Regions from separate parts of the Mus musculus genome. Here region 1 is linked to region 2. The links are chromatin contacts, called in public Hi-C maps. All regions are on one chromosome and are shown on one strand. Each heading gives the region's core, a stretch centred on a gene start, on an enhancer-like site or on the middle of the called end of the contact. The rest is flanking DNA. Distances are from core to core; before and after follow the strand shown.

The links. A called contact is a pair of places that touch in the nucleus more often than the background predicts.
Region 1: a contact with region 2 is called in a Hi-C map of olfactory sensory neurons, with 1.6 times the contacts expected there. The contact joins two enhancer-like sites. A contact is called at or near these places in 7 of 484 Hi-C or Micro-C datasets (the HPC-7 cell line, the N1E-115 cell line, cerebellar granule neurons and 3 more).

What each region holds. Positions count from the first base shown.
Region 1 is chr17:63,171,799-63,178,588 of GRCm38.p6, reverse strand. The region is part of intron 7 of Fbxl17 (F-box and leucine-rich repeat protein 17); the gene reads left to right. Among named protein-coding and RNA genes, the nearest start is that of Gm41607, 120 kb to the left of the region's middle. Within about 2 kb of position 5,443, at least 16 of the 459 cell types and tissues checked have an H3K27ac peak or open chromatin away from gene starts, as enhancers often do. A contact at or near this core is called in olfactory sensory neurons, where this site is marked.
Region 2 is chr17:63,004,584-63,012,136 of GRCm38.p6, reverse strand. No RefSeq gene overlaps it. Among named protein-coding and RNA genes, the nearest start is that of Gm34230, 17 kb to the left of the region's middle. Within about 2 kb of position 3,721, at least 47 of the 459 cell types and tissues checked have an H3K27ac peak or open chromatin away from gene starts, as enhancers often do. A contact at or near this core is called in olfactory sensory neurons, where this site is marked.

The DNA of each region.
Region 1 (6,790 bases), core at 4,194-6,693, 160 kb before region 2:
AGAAGATCAGAGGGCAAGGCTGAGGACTCTGTTCTCTCCTCCCACTGGGAGTCCTGGGACTGACATCAGGCAGGGCAACAAGTGGTTTTCCCTGCTGAGCCTCTCACCAGCCCAGCATACATGGTTTGAAAACTCACTGCATTACACACAGAGAATATGGAAGAATACAGTCAGGAAGAAATGCTCAAAATGTGCTCAGGTTTACATGTGTCAAACACTTAAGATTATATAACACTACTACTGTGTATATACACAAATCAGCAGGGGTATTTGGGGGAGTTGAATCAGAAAGCTGTGTTTGAAATACAATGAAATTATATTTAGACGTCAACTAAAAGGCAGTTACAAACCATCAGGCAAATTGAGGGAACTTGAAAATATACCATAAGTTAACCCAGGCTCAAAGAGACAGGAAGCACCTTCTCTCCTATACATGGATGCCAGCTTCTGACCGTCTGTGTGTGTGTGTGTGTGTGTGTGTGTGTGTGTGTGTGTGTGTGTGTGTGTGTTGGGAAGTGAGTGTGGGTACAGCTTACAAAACTGTTAAGAGGCAGGTGAATGGGGCCTGACAGGTACAGAGTGCTGGAGGGAGCAGGCTCCATGTGAGAAGCTGGGTGAGGAACCTGAGGAGGGGGGACCAACCCAAAACAAAACCTGGAATCATGTTCCGCTGTATGCTGATTAACAGTTAAGGAAGGTTATAGTGAAGTGTCCCCAGAAGTTATCTGGAGTCAGACAGAAAGATGACCCCCGGATTTGGATGAGTTTGGCTCACACCCGGGCCGTGCCACGCTGGTGAAATACAGGAGCAGAGAGCCACTTCCAGCTTGTGCTTTCCTGTGCGAGGTGAAGTCCAACTTGCTTCACTTAGCTGTGGGACAGTGTTCCGTGGTCGTCTAGTGGTTTTCAAGGGTACTTGATATGTGCAAACACATTTACATCATGCTCATATTGTCCACTCCCCCTTTTTAAAAAAAGGATCAATTTTTACTCTCATGTATATGCCACGTGAGTACAGTTGCTTCAAAGGCCGGAAGGGGGTGTCAGATCACCCTAGAGCAGGAGTTACAGCAGGTGTAAGCTTCCTGACCTGGGTGTGGGAACTAAACTCCAGCCCTCAGCGAGAGCATCTCCTTCCTGCTCCGTTCCTCTCCAGCTCCTCTGCTTGGTCTGCAGGATATGCACCCTTGTGTAATAATTTGTGATTTAAGAACACTTTCCAGTAGAACTGACTACATTCTTCTATGATTTCCTAATCTCTTCTCCCTCATTCCTTTTCCTTCTCCTCTCCCTCCCTAACTTCCCTTCAGCACTAGAACTTGAATCTAACACCTCAGCATGGTAGGCAGGCAAACTCTACTGCTGAGCAGTGTACTGTGTGTGTGTGTGTGTGTGTGTGTGTGTGTGTGTGTGTCATGGCACAGTTCTCTGTGGGTTGTTTTCTACCTAAAGAATCCACACAGCTTCCATTTCCTTTATCTCACTATCAAGGAGAGGAGGGAGTCTCCGGGGGAAATTGTTTTTTTGGTTTGATTTGTTTTTTTGTTTTTGTTTTGTTGTTGTTGTTGTTGTTGTTGTTGTTGTTGTTGTTGTTGTTGTTTTGGTAGCTAGAGCCTCTGTATGTAGTAAGTTTTACAGAAAAGTAGTAAAGATAATAACTGGTCTGTTTTCACTCTGTTGAGATAAATGACCAAAGCTTAAAAGGAAAATCACCTCAGTAGAGCGTGGCTGTGGGCTAGCCTTCTCCACCAAGCAAACAGACATAACATGCACATAGAAATCAATTCTGCGCTTTAGTAGGGTGCCAAGGGGGCCTGTGAACTGCCCTATTGGCCCAGTAGGAAATTTAAGGGAGAGAAGGTAGCGGCTGTGGGGCCAGATGGGTCAGTGCCTCTTTCTGGGCACCTGGCCGTTTAAATATTTCTCCACAGAATCCTGAGGGTGTGTTGCTCTGTCTGCATTGTGATGCAAATCTCTCAAGGCTTGTGGGGGAAAGGCTATCTTTGGGAAGAAAGGGAGCAGAGGATCTTGGGTGAGGTTTGAGACAGCCATCCCTGCACTCCAAGACAGACTCTTGTTGTTTTGTTTTAAAGGGTTTCACTGACTAGTGCAGACTGGACCACGACTCAGAGTCCTCCCACCCGGGTGCTAGGATTTATAAGTGACACAGCACAACCCTGCTTTTAGGTGTGCTCTTAAATGGGCCGGAGTCCTCCTTTTCAATAAAGTCTTTATCCCAAATGAAGAGAAGCTCCCACCTGCTCCAGTCCCTGATTGAACAGCCGGTTCATAGTAAAGAAAGGGGAGCTAAAGGGTTAAATTATACCAGATGATAAAATCCTTACATAGCCTCAAGCAAACATTCAGCTGACAAAAATGTTATTGTATGTTCTTTCTTGAAAGCCTTAAGATACGCTTGGGTTAATTAGATTTCCAAATATGCAAATATGCTTTAGTGAGATTTTTCTGAAATGCAGCATTTTAAAATGAGGTAGCATGGCATTAATGTCCAATATACTGAATTGTATAAGTATGTCTGAATAGCTTACTAACATATCATATAAATTCATAATTGATCAAACCCATCTATTCCCCACTGTCCATATTATTCTGTTCAAATTGGGTTAGAAGGCTTTATGGAAATTCAATTCTCTAACATGCTTTGGGGGAAGATCAAGGAATAGTTTAAATTACAGCAGTGTTCTTCAGACCTGCTGGCTCGCTTGCCTGGATCACTGTTTCCAGTGAGCTCCGTTTGGGGAGCACAAGCCTCCAACAGCCCTGAGACAGGATCAACTGAAGGAAATTAGAGCACAAACTTTGATCTTAAGGGAAAAAAATATTTTAGCAAGGGCATTTGAAATGATTTAATTTTATTACCCTGCTTGTGCCAATGAATAACTTTTAAGATTTCAACTTCTGAATATTCTTTTGGAAATACTAAGAAGAAATGTCATTTTTCCCAGTGTTCCATAAATTGGTTTCTGCTTGATTGAAATGCTCATAATTTTTCCTGAAAAGTGAGTACGCACTGTACACACACACACACACACACACACACACACACACACACACGTAAAAGCCAAAGGTCAGCATCAAATGGCTGACAATGTCGTCAGTGAACCTGAGCACACAGATTTGTCGAGGAGTCTGGCTAGCCCCAGGGATCTTTCTGTCTGGGCCTCCTCAGTGCTGAGAGTGCTGGCCCCCATGATTGTGCCAGGTCTCTCACATGAGCATTGTTGTATCCTTATACTTGCATTGTGAGCATCGAGACCAACTGAGCTATCACCCTAGCCCTGAAGGCTTTTAAGACACTTTGTATTCTCCAAGGCTCTAGCAAACTGCTTTATAGTGGAGCACACCACCCATATGCTGAGAGCTTCTAGGTGGCTCAGATGGGCCATTCCCACTGGACCTAGTGAGGTGTGGACTGCTATCCAGCCATGCTTTCCACAACCCAGAGGAAGGGCTTGAGGAGTTGTAAAGCTTTTTCTGTCAGGCTGTAAGTATTTTCAGTTTCACAAGACCCTAGCTTCTCTTAGCTCTGCTTATCCTGCTTTTACACTGAAGGAAGCACAGACCAGGGCAAATCCATGGCGTCCAGGCTTCCAGTAACATTTTTTCCTAAATGCAGCCTGGATTAAGTCTCTCCTGCAGGATTCTGTGATGCACTAACATATACCACCTTCTTTCTAGAGTCAGTGCTGAGGGAACCATAGAGCTCTTGGTGCCTTGGTGGTCCTGAGTTTCTCAGTATCTTCTTCCTTTCCCTTTACTGCTTTGATATGCTTTGCCCTGTTGGTGAGGAGCAATAACTAGGTTATCAGAGTTTTATCCAAAATCAGCCACTGGGCTCCCAAGTGAGAGCCATCAGCTTTCTGATGCAAAGGCACACTGCATTTCCTGTGCATTCCTTCTCCATGCTTGCTCATAGGTCATTTTGATTTATTTCTGAGTTACTAGACAAATTACAGACATCTCCAGTAAGTTTTGTGTTAAGAGAAGTTTGTTGTGGTTCAATGAATTTTTATAATGATTCATCACATGTATTTAAAGTCAAGACCACATTTTTTTCAACTACTTTTTCATGGGCCTGGTATAGTATGACTTGTCCAGTGTTTTCCATATTTATGAATAGTATATCAAGAGCAACAGATGTGTCTACTCTGAAAGAAGTGGCTAATTGCCTTTTCAGATGAGAAGAAATGGCCCTGCCCTCTTCATGATCAGGACTGTGTGTTTGTGCTTACTCCTCGGTTTGCTTTGTTCTTATGAGTAAACTTTGGCATTCTCAGGAGCTTCCTGATGCACACATGGCTTCCTGATGTACACACGGCTTGGGAGCTGAAAGCTGAAAGCGAGGGATGTGTGCTTATGTTGGGGCTTTGCCTCCTGTAGACTGTGCTGTTAAACAAGCTTCCTTATCTTTCGGAGACCCAGCCTTTTCCCCCCTATAATGTACACAAGGAAACCTACATGAGAGAACTTGTTGATTCTTTGGAAACGGTTACCCTCATTATTCCTCTTCTTTGCTATGGCCTTTCTTCCATGACACCCTGGTTATCATAGACTTGAAACTTAAGCTCCAGTCAGAATATTGCCTGATGAGTGTTCAAATTTTATTTTTAAGTGTAATTCAGCAAAATTCGGGGAAATATTAAAATAAACCTAGTGTGCTGTCCAAGTTGTCCTGTTCTGTATAGACTGTTCCCGTTTCAGCTTGTCATTGTACATGTACTACCTGAGGTTTCATGAACTCATAGGTGGCCACATGATACAGGGAATATAGAAAGTAGAATGCATCACAGAAAGTGATTTCCAGTAACAGAAAACATTGATACTTTGCCATTATTCTTTATCTATGGTATTATTTCTACTGACTTTGGGGTGCATGTTAGGTAAGGTATAGTATTTGGGTCTTAATGTAGGAGCTGCAAGCTCTCTGTAAATAAACTTACCTATCTACATCATTCATGATGGTCCTAGAGATGTGCACAGCCGACTGCCAGTGACTGAGGTCTAGTCTTCAGTTGGAACTTAGAAAGATCAGCCCTTGCCAAGCTGTTGGTATTGTAATGACCTCTAAAGTATCACCCACCTCTTTGGCTTATATAACTGTGTGTAGAAAGGGGAGAAAAGATGAGGGGTGAAGGGAGGAAGTGCAAACTCACAAGGCCCCCAGGAAGGGCATGTGGTGTAGACAGTGGATCCACAAGGCAAATTGGTTCCTAATCTTGTCATGCCTCCAAGTCATATTGGTCTCAAGAACACAACTTAGCCTTATGTACAGATCATCTCTCTTGTAAGAAAAAGCTAAAGTGAGGGACTGTCCCTCCCACCTTTGGATTATTTTAGTCTTATTTAACCAGATTCTCCTTAGTTAACATACTGTTTCTAGGATCTGGGTTTTTTGTTTGTTTGTTTTTCTCTCAAGGGAAAACTCCTCCTGCTTCTCAGGGGTGCAAGACAACTTGGGGATGTTTTTGCATTCTCTGTGTAATGTATGTATTTAGATACATTTTTTTCCTGCAATAATTGCATGTCTGGACACATTAGACTACTTCTACTTCAGACCACTAAATCAGTCCTAATTCAATGTCTGCTGTCAGTGTCTCATGGACTAGGTAGGCTTAACTCCATTTGTGATACAATATTTTTTTCAATGAAGAAGCATTTGCTGAGCAGTGGGATGGTGTATATTTAAAGCTGTCTGAGGGAGAACCTCCCATCCTGCTCCCAGCTGCTTTTCATTTGCATAGAAACTGCCTGCTAATTTCAAAGGATCTTACCTATGCCTTAGTGATCGTCTAGGACTTTATATTTTGCATCTCCTTTACCTGTAGAGAAATCTTACTGGTCTACACAGTCATTGGGCTATAATTTAATTCATTTTCATGAATCCCAACAATGAGTTAATTTAGCAGATATTGTTATAATGGGCTTTTTAAAAAAAATCCAGACTTCTGCAGTTGCTGTGTTCAGTGTGCAGTTCTTTGTTTGTTCCCATGAAAAGACCATTTTCTCCTTTTGTTTTTATTTTCCAAACATACAAGGGTCACTAAACCTCTTTAGAAACTGCCTTTGAATAGTCATTCTTTGTGTAGAAAAACTACAGTATATTCCTTAAATGAAATTCAATCAACTACATTTGTGGTAAGTGGGCTTAAAGACATGAGTGAAAATACCCATGCAGCTCTTCCGATCAGGGCGTTTGTCTCAGCTGACTTCACTATGTACTTACCCATTGTGCATCAAACGATGAGCAAAATAGCCAGGCTTCTAATAAGCAAGTACAATATAGACAAAAGAGAACACTGATTTAGGGTCCTTGTGTCAAATGCAGTAAAACACTCTGTTTATAGCAGGTCAGGCTTGGGTTTACAATTAGCACTAATTACTGAGGAAAAAAAAAATCAAAACCGCAGCTTTAAGGAAGGACACTTTTCACTGAAAGATCAAAGCCTGTCCCTGTGGAATAGGGACGTCTCTAGCACTTAATTGCACTGAAGTGCTAATTGGATTGTAAGGTGCTTTCATGAGTTCCTCCAATTAGCCAGCCATCCCTGACCAAATCCAAAAAGAAGAGATTATGAGTTCTTAGAGCCTTTGTCTACATGGCTGTGATTTGTATACCTGAGTGAGTGTAGCCTTGCCTTCTTCTTATGTAAATTGAGGTCTTTGGGGTCTCAGTTATTAGCGGCCTATAAACAGCTTTGAAGATAAAGCTATCCATTCTATATAAAGTATTAACTGTGTACTAATGATAATGGCACAGCATTAAATGGAA
Region 2 (7,553 bases), core at 2,472-4,971:
AAAGGAGCTGGCATCACCCTAGGCCCTGCACCCTGATGGCCAAGTAGAGCAGATGAGGAAAGAACAGACATGGAGGCTGTCTTCTCAAACTGGGCGAGAGCAGCCGTCAGCTGCAATTTTTTTTTTTTTAAATGAAACCAGCTAAGCAGCAAGAAACTGTGTCCGTTGGTCTCCTGCAATAGAGAGAGGTTAATAGCACGGCGCATTTGGGGTCTGTTTGGGGACCAATAGTATTTAATGTGTTTATTATTGATTTGGAGGAACCAGTGGGTAGTGAGTTGGTGAAGGCTGTTGAGGGCACTAAGTTATTTCACTTAGTAAACACCGCAGAGATTTGTAGGGAATTCAAGATGGATTTTCCATGGAGTTAAAGAAATTAGAAATGAAAATGTCTTGTAAGAAGATGTGCTCTGTCCCAGTAGGCCAGTGTGGAATTGTTACCAACAATAGGAGATATTTCCTGGAGTTTAATTCAACCTCAATTTTTAAATGCCTTAGAAGTGTTCACCTTCCCCAGGGAATAGGGAAGTTTTGGGTCTTCTCTACTACCTCTCTCAAGTTTTTCTCTTTAAATTCTTTCTACTATGCCTCCAGTTATGTCATGGGGATAAGTGTGTGTGTGTGTGTGTGTGTATGTGTATGTATGTGTGTGTGTGTACCACTGTCTATACAATGCAACAAAGGCTGACCTTCCTTTTTTGTTGTTGGTAAATTGCTTCATCATAGATTTCTTTCTGGTACCCAGATCCTTGAGGCCATTCCATTTCCTAAGTCTCCTTTTAGGTTTCAACAGTCACCTGATTGCCATGCCTGACAGATTGTCCCAAAAGTCTCATCTCCAGTTCCAAGGGGAAGAGAGAGGAATATTGTGAATGCGCTATGCAGATGTGTATTTGTGCAAAATATATGTTTGGCCAACCCAATGGAGCATGATTGACGATCAAAGTCTTAACAACTGTTTTCCTAGTGAGTACACCGAAGACGCCTTGCTCACTTGTTAACCGAGCTGACAACCAGCACCCAGTGTCCGAGTGTTTGCCCAACTGTACCCACGCTTAGCCTACGATTTCCTGGTAAACTCATTTGCTCTTGCAATTCCCAGAACAGAGAGTTCTAGCTTTCCTGGAATATTTCATGTTTTGAAATATTCTTGCGCATGCCTAAGGATGGAGCAGCTTAATAAGAGATTGTTTTTTGAATAAACAGAAATTGGGAAATATAATTGATATTTCTTATCCTAAGTTTCTGATTGAAAGAGAGAGGAACGTGAGGGGGGCGGAAAAGACACTTTGAGGATGAAATGTTGTTTGCTTGTCCAACACAATTCAGAGGACCCCGAATGTGTTACTCAATTGTTAATCCTTTTTCCCCTGTTACTAATACCTTTAGCTACAGCCTTTGACTTTCCCTACCCTACAGAGTCTCCACAAGGATAGATGAGGAAGATGAAGGAACAAATGTCTCCTTCCAACGGCATAGTGCATTAGCAGGGCTATATAACACTTGTATTCTAGCAGGCTAGCCTTTTATTTAGACGTCTCCCTGCCTTGCCTGGTTTTAATCACAAGGATGTCTGCTTCTCCTCATCCAAAATTTCAGACTTGAGGCATCATAGAGCCCTAGAGCCAGAGGAACCACGCAAGCTGCTTCGATTAACTCCCCTATTTCTGGATGCAGGAACAGAGAGATACAGGGTTGATGCTCTTTGTCTGAGTGCAGCATAAAGCATCTCACCCTTGAGTGGGAAGGTCAAGAAAAATATTCAGCAAATGCAGATTGGAGAATGGTCTCTTTTTTATAGGGGTCGAAGTCAATGGTAAGTGGAACCTGTCAGTTTGGTACCAAAACTAATGGATTCTTTCCCTGGAATGTGACTTCTCAGCCCCTGTGGAGGTTTAGAGGACAGACTAGGAGGCTTGGGAGAAGAACAGGATTTGGGGCAGTCCAACCAGCACTGGAACTCATGGTGTGACAGATAATCGTTACCAGATGATTCTTATAACAAAAATGAATAACATCCAAAAGTTCTTGTCAAAAGCACACTTATTTATGGACTAAGGCAAAACAATGAATAGCTTCTTATCTTGTGGAGTACTCCTAACCTACATTTTAAATCTATGTAGGATGCTATGATGTGTAGTGTTGGATGGCCCTGTTGGAGAGAGGCCTTTGTTCTGGAGGCGACAACCCCTAACTGTCAGTCATTGACTCCCTAGAAATAATGCTAAAGCTGGACAAGGTTGCTTTCCTGGAAATGGGCGACGGCTGATTCGTTTTATCCCCAGCTACGCTTTATCTGTCCTGAGACCATGCCTTTATACCCTTCCTCCTCAGAGACTGCTTCCTGGGAACTCTGCCTGTTAAGACGGAAATCCAGAAAGGGCATTTTCATCTGCTTACAAGAGTAGAGGGTGGGAAGCTCACGGAAGACCCTTGTTTTTTTGGCACTCGACACATTTCATTTTTTAATTATCACTCTGCTCCCCAGAGTCAGAATCTACCAGAATAGCCCAAACAAGTTCCCCAAATTATATGCCCAGGCTACCCCCCTAGAGTGCCAGGCTACCCCCCTGGAGATACTACCCCAGATCATCAAGTCTAGGGAGGGAGCCAGTGAGTTTTGACCACTCTCTGGTAGATTTGGAAGCATGGCCTGTATAGAATCCTGGAAAAGAAAAATAGCTATTCTTTCTTGAGTCATTATTTTAATTCTTATACCCGAGACAATGCCTGAAATATATATGCTAACAACCAAAACTGTTGAATTAAGGAGTCAGTTTTCTATGGACACAGGAATAGTTCACAATAAGGCCCTACAACGCTGGCCCCTTTGCTTTAGACACTAGCATCGCTGGGGCGATTTTAAATGCACACTCAAGAAAACAAAATCAATTGTCTTAGCAATATCTTAATTATCACTCCTTTGGCAATTTTTTTTTAGCCTCTTAAAATTCCTCTCAGTTGAAGGCAACGAAAATAAAACCACCCGAACCTGCACACTAATGGCCTCTCCTAATAATTTCCCCACCAACGTCTAGCACACACCCTTCCCTGCCATCCTGCACTTCAGAGTCCTATGCGCAGGGTAGATGATGGATGTGCATATGTGTCTCTGGTTGTAATGAACACATCCATTATAAAAGCAATAGTAACTGCAATGGGAATTATGTGCTTGGTGAAGACATCTCTAGTGCCTTGTAAACACCTCAGCCTTCTGGCAGCTCCCCTCTGGGCCTATTTACTGCCTCTACTATGCAAGGTAGCTACTGTCTAATTATACACAACTGGCCTGGTTAATCCTGCACCATAATAATTAAAAACAATTCATATTTTTTTCTTTTACTTTCTTTATTAACTTTAAACTTTTAAAAGCTCCAGAGGTCCCTATAGAATCAAGAGCTTATTAAAATATCAAAACGGGTGAGCCTTTTTAAGTGCATATTATTACATTTGTTTTTGTTAACATGACAAGGCCCCAAAGACGCTCCACAGAGCTGCGCAGATCAAAACAAAGGCGTTGTAAGAGAATCTGGATGGCCTGTGCAATGTCACCCAGGGCTGTAGAGAAAACAGTTGGCTCCAAGGAGCGTCCCTCAGCAGCAGTTCAGATGGGAAGAGCAATGGCAAGGGAGAGAGAAGGCAGCTGGGCATTTATTCAACCTTGACTGCTTGCAGCCTGTGGCCTCCCAGCTATCCCCCAGGGAGGTTCAACTGGGCTCTGGGGCTTGGAGTTACCTTGGTTACATTGCCTGTGGCGCCTGGTGTCAGCTGCAGCCTGTAAGACACTATAGGGAGAGGGTGGAGAAGGAAAGAAGAGGAGGCATCCTTCCAGACCCCCAGGCTTCTGAAAGACTGAGAAAACTAAGTGAAGGAAGAGACCCTTGGCTTGTGGGAAAATAAAAGTTGTAACTCTCACTGACGAAAAGCCGCGTGTGTATTCCGAAGACGGTAGATGTGACGAACATCTCCATGCTTCCTTCCCCAGACCACAGATGACACAGCGGGAGAGAGCAGGCCCTGGTCCCTGTGTCCCTGGCTGCCCTGCCGTAAGCCTCCCCATGCTCTTTGAAATTGGTTTCTTGCTTCATTACCTCGCCTTCTAAATGTGGGAGGTGGCGAGTTGAAGCTGAGCGAGTTGAAGCTGAGCTGTGTGCACCTGGTTTGTATGAGCTAGCAACTTCCCTGTCTCGTGTCCTGAAGGCCTCCTCAGGTCAGCCCAGGTAACACTTGTCCTTAAGTGCCAAAGTGAGTTTTTATTTTTATTTTTTTTTGTTCCCCATATGAAAAAGGGAATCCACACATTCTGTGAAGTATCATAGCAATAAACTCATGGTTGAAAAAACTGGAGAAAGTAGATTCCCTCGCTTACCCGTTCTGACTAATGAGCAGTAAGTAATTTTAATTGGTCTCAAGAAGCCAAGGAAGAGTGCGAATCCACATAGGCCTCACAGAGGCAATTACTACGCGGAGCAAAGAGCTCCATATTGAGGACTTCTGGGGTCAAGCGTGAGGCTAGGTGTTTTACAAATATGTAATCTCCTCATTGAGCTGGGGAGTTCTCTGTTACTCTAATTCAAGTCCCTGGCACAGAGACTGCATTTAGTACATACTTCTTAGACGGATTAACTCATTTATAATCCCATAGTAACATCATGTGGGCATTAATATTCCCGTTTAGCAGATACAGAAAGCAGAGAGTGGAAACTTATCCAAGTCCTCCGCTCAAGCCTCTTCCCCTTAGCTGTGAGGGGACTGCACTGCCCTGAGCCCCATTTGACTCGCCCCCACCCCCTCTCTAGTTGTTCCTTTCCCCACCTCTTCTTTTCAGAGCACCTATCTCTCTGACTTTATTACCTTGCTGCCTCCACGAACCCCATAGCATTAAATATTGGCTTCCTTCCCATTCACATTCCAGCGCAGACATCTCCCTCCTGGTCCAAAATTTGTACATCCAACATCTCTCACATCCCTTTGGAGTTCTATTGGAGATTACAGACTCACTATGTTGAAAATTAAATCTTTGATATTCCATTATCAAATATCCCTCCTCACGTGCTGTGCTCTCCAAAATAACAACTTCCTCTTTCCCATCACACAAGGCTCAAGACCATGACATCTGTCCATCACCCCTGTCTAAGTTAGGGTTTTACTGCTGTGAACAGACACCATGACCAAGGCAACTCTTATAAGGACAATATTTAATTGGGGCTGGTGTGCAGGTTCAGAAATTCAGTCCAGTATCATTAAGGTGGGAACATGCCAGCATCCAGGCAGGCATGGTGCAGGAGGAGCTGAGTGAGAGTTCTACATCTTCATCTGAAGGCTGCTAGCAGAATACTGGCTTCCAGGCAGCTAGGATAAGGACCTTATAGCCCATGCCCATGGTGACACACCTACTCCAACAGGGCCACACCTTCAAATAGTGCCACTCCGTGGGCCAAGCATATACTAAGCATCACAGTTTCTCATGAACACTGTCTGTCTTCCATCTGACTTTGGATCTCTTGCCAGCCTTGTAGTGTTGGGCACTCTTGTGTCCAGGTTGGAACCCCTGTGATCTGTTTGCCTGGATTACACCAGTGGTTAAATAGTCTGGGTACCTCCATTCCGGGCACACAAACAATACCTGGATGAATTCTAACACTCCTCTCTCTCTCTCTCTCTCTCTCTCTCTCTCTCTCATTTCACAGGGATTGCCCCATTTCATTCAAAGACAAATACTGAGGCAGCCTAGTGGTCCAACACAACCTCCCACCCTTCCTTATCCGTCAGAACCACCGTAAGCCCCACATTTGCTGTTCTTCCTTTGCAAATCTGCGAGGCTCACGTCTCATAAACCAGAGTTTCCCCATGATGCCTCTAAAGGAGTTTTACATTGCCATTGAAATAAAGACAGAAATTGAAAGTGTGAGGGCAGAAGAGATGCCTAGTTAGAGTGGTTAAGAGCACTGTTTGCACTTAGGTTTGGTTCCTAGCACTCATTTGGTAGCTCACAACTGCCTGCCACTCTAGGTTTAGGGGATCTGACACTCTCTCTGGCCTCTGTGGTAGCAGACACACATGTGGTACATAGACATGCAAGAACCAAAACGAGAAAGTGATTTTTTGAAAAAAAAAATATATATGGAAATTTGATAGCAACTTGTTCCCAACAGCGAGACGTGTCATCTCTTGATCAGATATAGGACAGACAGGCCAGGTGCTGCCACATACACAATGGAACTGTGAGCCAGTCAACAGTAGACTGGAACAATTAAAAATTGACTCCTTAACCAAGAGAGCACATAGGTGTTGGGGAGATTGCTTAACTGACATCCAGGACATGGAGGTTAATGCTCCCCTTGTCCTCTTCAGTAGGCCTGATAACTGTGTGGTGCTGTAACTCTATAGTACTTCTTTATTTTTGTATCCAAAGCGCTTACTCTTTTCCCTCTAGTTGTGTGTGATCCACTTCGTTAGCTTGAAGAGGAGAAGGGACAGGTAGAGCTACAGAGGCAAAGAACACAGCTGCTGATCCTGACAGCTGCTGCCTCTGTTTCTGAAACTGGGAATTAGCGGAATTGAAGAGATTGGGTGGAATTAGCAAGCTGTTGGACAGGCCCTCTGGGAATCAGCTCCTGTGGAGCTCCTACAGATGGGGCTCTGGGGATGGGGCCTCTTGAAGACCTCATGGGAGAGCACTTGTCCTGGATCAGCTGGAGCTTGCAGTCTCTGTCCCTTGAGCTCAGGGCGCTCAGTTTTCCCAGCTTCATTCAGTTGTAGAATCATTTCTGACCTCCTCCCACAGTAGACATTTTCCTTCTTTTCGATCACCTGTGGGAAAGTAGTTATCTTGATCAAGGAAGCATGAAGGGCTCTGACATTTTAATTATCGTCTGTCTTCTTGAACAACAAGAATAAGAAGAAAAACAAATCCCCTAAGAGCTACCTGCTGGAGGGTTTTGCCAAGTATCGCTTTTACCCCCACCTCTCCATGTAGAGTTAAGCAGGTCTGGGAGTTACAGGGGGAAAGAAGGCTACAGAAATGTACAGCTGTATGAGGCCAGACAACAGAGAGAATGGGGATTAGTTGCGAGGGGATTAATGGCTGGGGAAGGTCTGTCTGTATGTGTGTGGATTTCAGACAAGTCATACAACTTCCTTTTCCTGCTTTCTTCCAATCTGAAAAGAGGATGAGTACAGACCTTACCAGTTTGAGGACTTACTGTGTACACAAAATATGCAAATGGCCCTGAGTCTAGACTACCTATCTCATAAGCTCTCAGACACTAGGCAGTGGTAATAGGTGCCTTGTTGAGTTATGTTTTTCTGTGAATTTTACCAAGTTCCTACCCACTTTCCTGTCCTTTCCTCTCTGTCTCGGGCGTGTTAGGCAGGGATAATGCCTTTCCCAAGATGCCCACAAATTCACACCTGAAACCCATGAATACATTGTGCACCATGGCAAGGAATTCTGTTTGTATCTGGCTAATCAGATGACTTCCTGTGGATCAATTCAGGAAGGGCCAATCTAGTGCAAGATTTTTAAAGACAATTAGAAGACAGGATCCGAG